Regions from separate parts of the Zea mays genome. Here region 2 is linked to region 1. The links are chromatin contacts, called in public Hi-C maps. All regions are on one chromosome and are shown on one strand. Each heading gives the region's core, a stretch centred on a gene start, on an enhancer-like site or on the middle of the called end of the contact. The rest is flanking DNA. Distances are from core to core; before and after follow the strand shown. Region 1 overlaps LOC100383201. Region 2 holds the start of LOC100285673.

Region 1 (3,719 bases), core at 652-3,151:
TTTACAGATGGTGCAAAAACTGCTAGAGAATCATTGATGTCTCAATGCGAAAGCAAATCAGGGCTGTTTTATGTTGAGCTCCCGGAAGGTAGAATTCTCTTGCACATGGTCGACAGTAACGAGAAGTTCCCTGTTCAGTTTGGACGCGAGGTATGAAATGACCAGAGTTGGCTCATTTTTAGCTTGAAACGACAAACTAGTTGAATTTTTGGGGATTAAGTAATGAACAGCTGGCTGTCCTTCATTTTCATGGCTACAGGTGTTAGCGGGACTGCTAAGCATGGCGGATCGTGCAGATTGGAGGAACTGCAAGATTTCAAAGGAGGAAGAGATTAAACTGGTGGACGATTTCAAACAAGGTTTCCGCGAATTTGACCCTGCAGAGTGAAAACAATGCTCTGCGCCTGTGTTTTTGTTTTGCAATTTGTAGTCTATTTTTGAGGTCTCATTTGAAATGGACATATATGAAGCACAAGAATGTAGTAACGTTTTCCAATGCCGCAATTTTTGTTTTAGGGCTAGTTTTGGAACCACATTTTTTCAAGGGATTTTCATTCTCCTAAGCAAAATTAGTTCATTTTCTTTTGTGAAAATAGGTTGGAAAAATGGTGTTTTCAAACTAGCCCTTAGATAAACGTATGTCTGATCTCGGCGTGAGTGGGCACGCCTAGGGATGAAAACGGACAGAAAAACCCTTCTTCCGTTTTCGTATCCGTATTTTATCATCGAAAATGGGATCGGGTCCGGAATAGTCGGGAACGGAAATGGGAGCGGTATAAACGGAATTGCGAAAACGAAAAGAAATAGAAATACTAATGGAAACCCATAATTTAATACAAATAAGAATGATATTGATGTTTGACTAGTGATTGATTGGCATGACAATAACATAAAATAAATAGATATAGAGAGACAACCTTCTATTATTATTTGATTGCTAATAGTGTATATTTAGCTATATCCGATGTTGTTTAAGATTTTAGACTTGTCATTGAAAATAGTCGATGGTTACAATTGTCATTTATGCTATAATTTAGCACCTAAAGACACGAGGCTTTATTTTTTATACTAATGCATATTAGGCTCGTCCCATATTTATCAAATACGGAATAAATACGGTTTTAACCCGGATAAAAACTGGATCTCGCAAAAATGGACGGAATAAATCATCTCTCGTTTCCGTCCCGTTTCCATATTTTTCTGTAAATACAGAAACAGTTGAGTGAAATGTAGAAAATGGTACGGGTCGAGACGAGATTTTACCCGTCCGTTTTTAACCCTAGCCACGCCAGCGGAACAGGCCTGCAGTTCAAACAAGTTACCCTTTAGGGCAATGTGCACTTTGCCGTGGCAGACAAAACTCGTAAAGCAAGGAAGAAAAATAACAGAATCGGCGGCTTGGCTATGGGCCTGTTTGTTTCAGCTTATAGATTATATAATCTGTATTATAATCTAAATTATATAATCCAGATTATAATCTAGATATATTATAATTTATATGTAGTTGTTTGGTAGTTTAGATTATACAAATATAGATTATTCACAAAGACAACAATACCCTTATTGTTTATTTGAGGTGAGAAAAGAAGGATGACATATATTGTAATTTCTATTTACATTACCATGGGTAGTGGGTCTTTTGTCAAAATAATCTCAAATAAGTTAGTCTTGAGAAGATTATGAGATTATCATAATCTGGAGTTTAGATTATATAATCTGAACCTATAATCTATGTGTTTGTTTAGCTAATGGATTATTTGCGCTGGATTATATAATCTGGAGAGATTATAATATAAAACAAATAGGGCCTATGTTGCTCTCAACTCTAGGGGGGCCAGGGTGGCAGGGTGCGTGGCGTGGCACAGTGGGTGGAATCAAAACTCTGAAAGCCTGACGCAGGCCCACGTGGATGTGAGCACGCCGGCCTGCAATCTCTGGGCCCTGAAATCTGAATGCATGGGTTGCTCGGGCTCAGATCGACGGGGCTTGGAAGTGCCAAGGATGATAAAGTGGTTGGTTATTAGACGATACGAGAAGCACAAAAAAAAAACAAAAAAAAGAGAGAAGAAAACAGATCTACGCACAACAACAACAAAGCGAGAAGTGGGGAGGAGATAAATCTACGCACTGCACGTGACGCAATAAATGACGTAAACTAGGGAATAGAAGGATATACTCGATCGTCAATAATCCGCCTGGTCATGGTCATGGTCATCTTAAAAAGACAGCGAGAAGTCGCGGACATCGATGCATGCAAACTCGGCCTTCAAAAACTCATCCACATACGCCGATGGCGCCGCGGGCGCGGAGGATCAAAACCTCGACCTCGCCGGCCGCCGCGCGCGAGCGTACCGTATCCGCCTCCACCTCAAGGCGACGGCCACGACCAGAGCATCTCCCCCTCGACATCGACACTAATGCCACCGCCACCGCCACCGCCAACGGCTCGGACGCCTCTCCCAGCCCCGCGCCATCCTCCTCCCACACCCCGTGCCCCACCCCTACCGGCGCCGGCGGAATCGGGAGCCGGCACAACCAGGCATGCGCGGCGTGCAAGTACCAGCGGCGCAAGTGCAACTCGCACTGCGAGCTCGCCCCTTACTTCCCCGCCGAGCAGCAGCGCCGCTTCCTCAACGCCCACCACCTCTTCGGCGTCGGCAACCTCGTGAAGATGCTGGGCATGATCGAAACCAAGTTCAGCAACGACCTCATGACCTCGCTCATGTACGAGGCGGACGCTCGCGCGGCCGACCCCGTCCTCGGGTGCGTCGGCATCATAGAAGAGCTGCAGCGACGGATCGACGACACCAAGATGAAACTCAAGCACGTTATACAGCAGATCGTGATCTATCGTCAGAGGGCCAATCTTGCGCAGCAGGACAACCTTGTAGCGGTAACAGTGGCCGGTCAACAGCCAACACCGGAATGCTCCGGACTAATCTTCCATGCCCAACAAGATCACGTCGCCACAGTGCAAGATTGCCACGTTCTGCAAGACCAGAACCTACAGAACCAGCAAGATTACCACCGCGTGCAAGACAATCAGCAAGATTATCAAGTTCTGCAGGACCAGAACCAACACGATTACCACTGTATACCAGACCAGAACCAGCAAAATTACCACCTTCTGCAAGACCAGAACCAGCAAGATTACCACGGTCTACGAGATCAGAACCAGCAAGATTATCAAGTTCCACAGGACCAGAATCAGCAAGATTACCACAGTCTGCCAGACCAGAACCAGCAAGATCACCACAGTCTGCGAGACCAAAACCAGCAAGATTATCAAGTTCTGCAGGACCAGAACCAACAAGATTACCACTGTCTGCCAGACCAGAACCAGCAAAATTACCACCTTCTACAAGACCAGAACCAGCAAGATTGCCACGGTCTGCGAGACCAGAACCAGCAAGATTATCAAGTTCCGCAGGACCAGAACCAGCAAGATTACCACAGTCTGCCAGACCAAAACCAGCAAAATTACCACCTTCTGCAAGACCAGAACCAGCAAGATTACCACGTTCTGCAAGACCAGAACCAGGAAGATTACCACGGTCTACGAGATCAGAACCAGCAAGATTATCAAATTCTGCAAGACCAAAATCAGCAATATTACCACGGTCTCCCAGACCAGAACCAGCAAGATTACCACCTTCTACAAGACCAGAACCAACAAGATTTCCACCTTCTGCAAGACCAGAACCAGCAAGATTACCACG
Region 2 (3,719 bases), core at 384-2,883, 560 kb after region 1:
AGCCCGCCATGCTGCATCTAAGGCCCAGACACGACATGGTTATTAGGGCTGGGACGAGCCATGCTCGAGCCGGGCTAAACCTTGTCGGGCCATGGGGCTGCTCAACAGACCCGATCCATTAGGACACGTACACCAGTGATGCGTTCGTGCAGGCAGTCAGCGACACAATCAAGAATATGGTCCATCTAGATGGGGCTACTAGGTGTCAGCGTAGTAGAGTTGTTAGGTTATTGATTGAGATACATGACTTTTCGATTTGGTGAATTTAGGATTAGTTAGGTTTGATTCGAGATTGTACTTATTTGATTAAGAGAGGGGGGCGTCGGCATAGTCACCCGTCGTGGCGCCGCGCGCCGTCCGCGAGGACAAGTAGGACCCCGCCTCCTCCATTCTTGCAAGCCGCTTATGACTTTTTGATGCTTATTGTAATTGTTTAGAACGTGTTTGAATAAACTATCTCATTTAAATTAGGTCTATCTACGTGATATATAGAAATCGTAGGTATGTAAGCGAGAGTTTAGAATAATAAGAAAATATAGTACTAAAGGGGTGTTTGAACGCACTAAACTAATAGTTAGTTGGCTAAAAATTCTTAGTAAAATTAGCTAGCTAACAATTTACTAATGTACCAAAAATAGCTTATAGCTGAACTATTAGTTAAGGTATTTGGATGTCGCAACTAATTTTAGCCTATAACTATTATCTATAATGCATTCAAATACCTCAAAATTAAAAGAACCCTCGTCCCACAATCAAGGCCTAATCCTGGAATTATCTATATGACCCGCGAAGTGCGCGGCCCACACGCTGGTACCCACAAAATTAGGGAACAACGGCACACCTGAGCGGACGAAGCGTGGCAGTCGTGGGGGCCCTGATTGGAGTGCCTCCTTGCCCATCTGTCGTCCCTTGCTGGGACTCCTCTGCTGCCAGCCAACTTGCTTACACCTTAAGTAGTACCTGAAGGAGAGAGTTGAGGCAGCCCAGCGGTTGTTGAGAAACCAGCAATCCAGCATGGCACGGCAAATATTGTTGAGTATGTGTAATTAAGCAACTATAGAAAATTACATAGAAGATGTTTACGACAAGAGAATACATGTCTTCGGGTGTAAGCAACCATCATACAGGGAAATGGTTGTGGAGGCCGGTCTGAAGGAAAGCCAGCGCGGTACTTACCCAACAACACAAGGGACGCAAGGACATGTCCGTTTCCTCCGCCCTCCCCTGTTCTGCTCCCCTTGCTTAGCTTACCACCCCAAAAGCTGGCTTTTTGTGCGGAGTCGGTTCGAGCTGAATTCGGCAGGCGGGCCGCCGACGGACAGGTAGAAGAAAGAAAGCGAAGCAAGCAGTGCATCTGCTGCAGCCTGCAGGCAGGCGCCGCGGCAAGGCATCTTCGGAAACTTCTGGCGGCCGTCACCCGCAAAGCGAGACACGGTTCCTGGATTATATTGCTGGCGACACACACAAACAGTATCAGGCCGCCTCACTGCCTGCAAGAAAGCAGCTCAGGTCAGTGAGCTGGTGCCTGGATTATATTGCTGGCGACAGCATGATGCCGCTGGAGGCTAGGCGTATATATATACACACACGCAGCCTTCTTCTAGTAGCTACGGAGTACCATTCATCATCAGAGCTAGCAAGCTCAAAGAAAACTGAGCTCGTGTGTGGTGAGCAGCGAGTGAGTGAGGGACTGGTGACCATTTCAAGAACAGCGCCGCAGCAGGGAGCTAATTCGTTCGTTCATCGTCGCATCATCAGTTTGTGATCCTTCGCCCCCGTAGCTTCCTGCAACTTCGAGCTCACTAAACAACCATGGGAGGAGGCACGCTGGAGTACCTGTCGGATCTGCTAGGCGGCGGCGGCGGCCGGCGCCGGTACAAGAAGAGGAAGCAGTTCCAGACGGTGGAGCTCAAGGTGCGCATGGACTGCGACGGCTGCGAGATGAAAGTCAGGAACGCGCTCTCCAGCATGAAAGGTATGCATATCTTCTTCATCAGATTCTACTCCGAAGAAATACAACCTGCTGGCTGCTGCTAATTGTTTTGTTGCATCGCCTTGTTTGCGTCCATCATCTGATCATCATCGTCATCAGGGGTGCACTCCGTGGAGATCAACCGCAAGCAGTACAAGGTGACGGTGCAGGGGTACGTTGAGCCGCACAAGGTGGTGAAGCGGGTGCAGGCCACGGGGAAGAAGGCCGAGATCTGGCCCTACGTGCCCTACAGCCTCGTCGCGCACCCTTACGCCGCGCCGGCCTACGACAAGAAGGCGCCGCCGGGCTACGTGCGCAGGGTCGACGCCGTCATGCCCGTCTCCTCCACCTACGGCGGGCCCGCGGCGGCGGCCGGGCCGCCGCAGGAGGAGCGGCTCGCCACCATGTTCAGCGACGACAACCCCAACGCGTGCTCCGTCATGTAAATTAGAATTACTTTTTCTTTTCCCCTACACACCACCGTGGGTGCATGGCGCAGCTCTCTTCGACCACAGAAAATGTAAACCGTACGTGGATGCATGTCAAAACCATAGATGATCGCCTCGGTTGGATGTCTATGTCCATCACATGTGCTTGTACGTACGTAGCTGTATGTTGTTGTATGCTTTGTATATTATTGTTTGATGGAACCAAAAGAAAGCATGCATGCGTGGTAGAGAGATTTTTCCCAAAATTAATTAAAGTTAGTCTTCTTCCTCGCTCCACATGTGCTGCCGAATCTTAGCCTACCTTTAAATTCTGTTATAAATTTCATCTGTAGAGTTGTGTGTTGCATGTATATATTCTATTAATGAACCTATGATGATGTGTCTGTACTTGACAGTGCAGTTGGATTGCTCTGTTTCATTTATTTTAATCTAACATGCTTTTGCAGCATCACTACAGTAAAACGATACAAGTCCGACGGCTCCATTATGTCCGACGGCTGCCTAGGAGACCGTCGGACATACGCTTATGTCCGATGGCCGGGAGAATATCCGAGGGCTGGGAGGCGGACCGTCGGACATACGCTTATGTCCGACGGCTGTCAGATAAGCCGTCGGACATAAGCTTATGTCCGACGGTTCCCTAGGTGGCCGTCGAAAGTAAAGGATTTTAACCGACCCCCCGCGCCCGCGTCGGTTTCATTTCTGTCTGTCTCTCCCGCTCGCCGCCTAGCACACGCCGTCGTCGCCGCCTAGCACACGCCGCCGCCACCATCGCCGAGGAGCCGCCACCGTCGACCAGCACCGCCCAAGCCTCTCCCGGGGACCTCCAGCCCCGTCCCGACGCCCAGCCCGCACCCGACTGGCGACTCCACCGCCGCCCAAGCGACACCACCGCGTCGACCGGCAACTCCACCGCCGCCCAAGCGACACCGGAGCCGCCACGACGCTGCCCGCGGCCGCCGGAGCCTCTGCCCCCGACGCCACCGGCGCCCGCCCCGACCCCGCCGGCGTCCGCTAATCGTCCGGCAAAGTAAGAAATTTTATAATGTTTAGTATAATTTTGTATATGCATATATTGTTTGATAGCAATGTTTAGTTTTGTTATGTCCGACGGCTTAATTTAATTATGCAATTAAATTATCTTGTTTTAATTTATTTATTAGTGGCTATATAATTTAAACTTTTAATTTCCGAGGGTAATTATTAAGCCCTCGGAAATAAGGTTGTTTTATTTGATTTAGTGTCCCGTGAAATGATTTTTTGTAGTGCTATTGTATTAGTTTGGTTAATTAGTGACT

What was found. Hi-C and Micro-C count contacts between places; a contact is called where the count stands out from the background.
Region 2: a contact with region 1 is called in a Hi-C map of tassel, with 2.0 times the contacts expected there. The contact joins the promoter of LOC100285673 here to the enhancer-like site in region 1. A contact is called at or near these places in 2 of 25 Hi-C or Micro-C datasets (ear and tassel).

Annotation. Positions count from the first base shown.
Region 1 is chr7:103,412,505-103,416,223 of Zm-B73-REFERENCE-NAM-5.0, forward strand. LOC100383201 reads left to right here. Exons shown (of 10, transcript NM_001175863.1): 9 at 8-150; 10 at 260-565. The coding sequence ends at 388. Among protein-coding and RNA genes, the nearest start is that of LOC100383201, 7.7 kb to the left of the region's middle. Within about 2 kb of position 1,902, at least 18 of the 20 cell types and tissues checked have an H3K27ac peak or open chromatin away from gene starts, as enhancers often do. A contact at or near this core is called in ear and tassel, where this site is marked.
Region 2 is chr7:103,973,054-103,976,772 of Zm-B73-REFERENCE-NAM-5.0, forward strand. It overlaps LOC100285673, which reads left to right and starts at 1,634. Exons shown (of 2, transcript NM_001372318.1): 1 at 1,634-1,975; 2 at 2,093-2,769. The coding sequence starts at 1,813. The coding sequence ends at 2,418.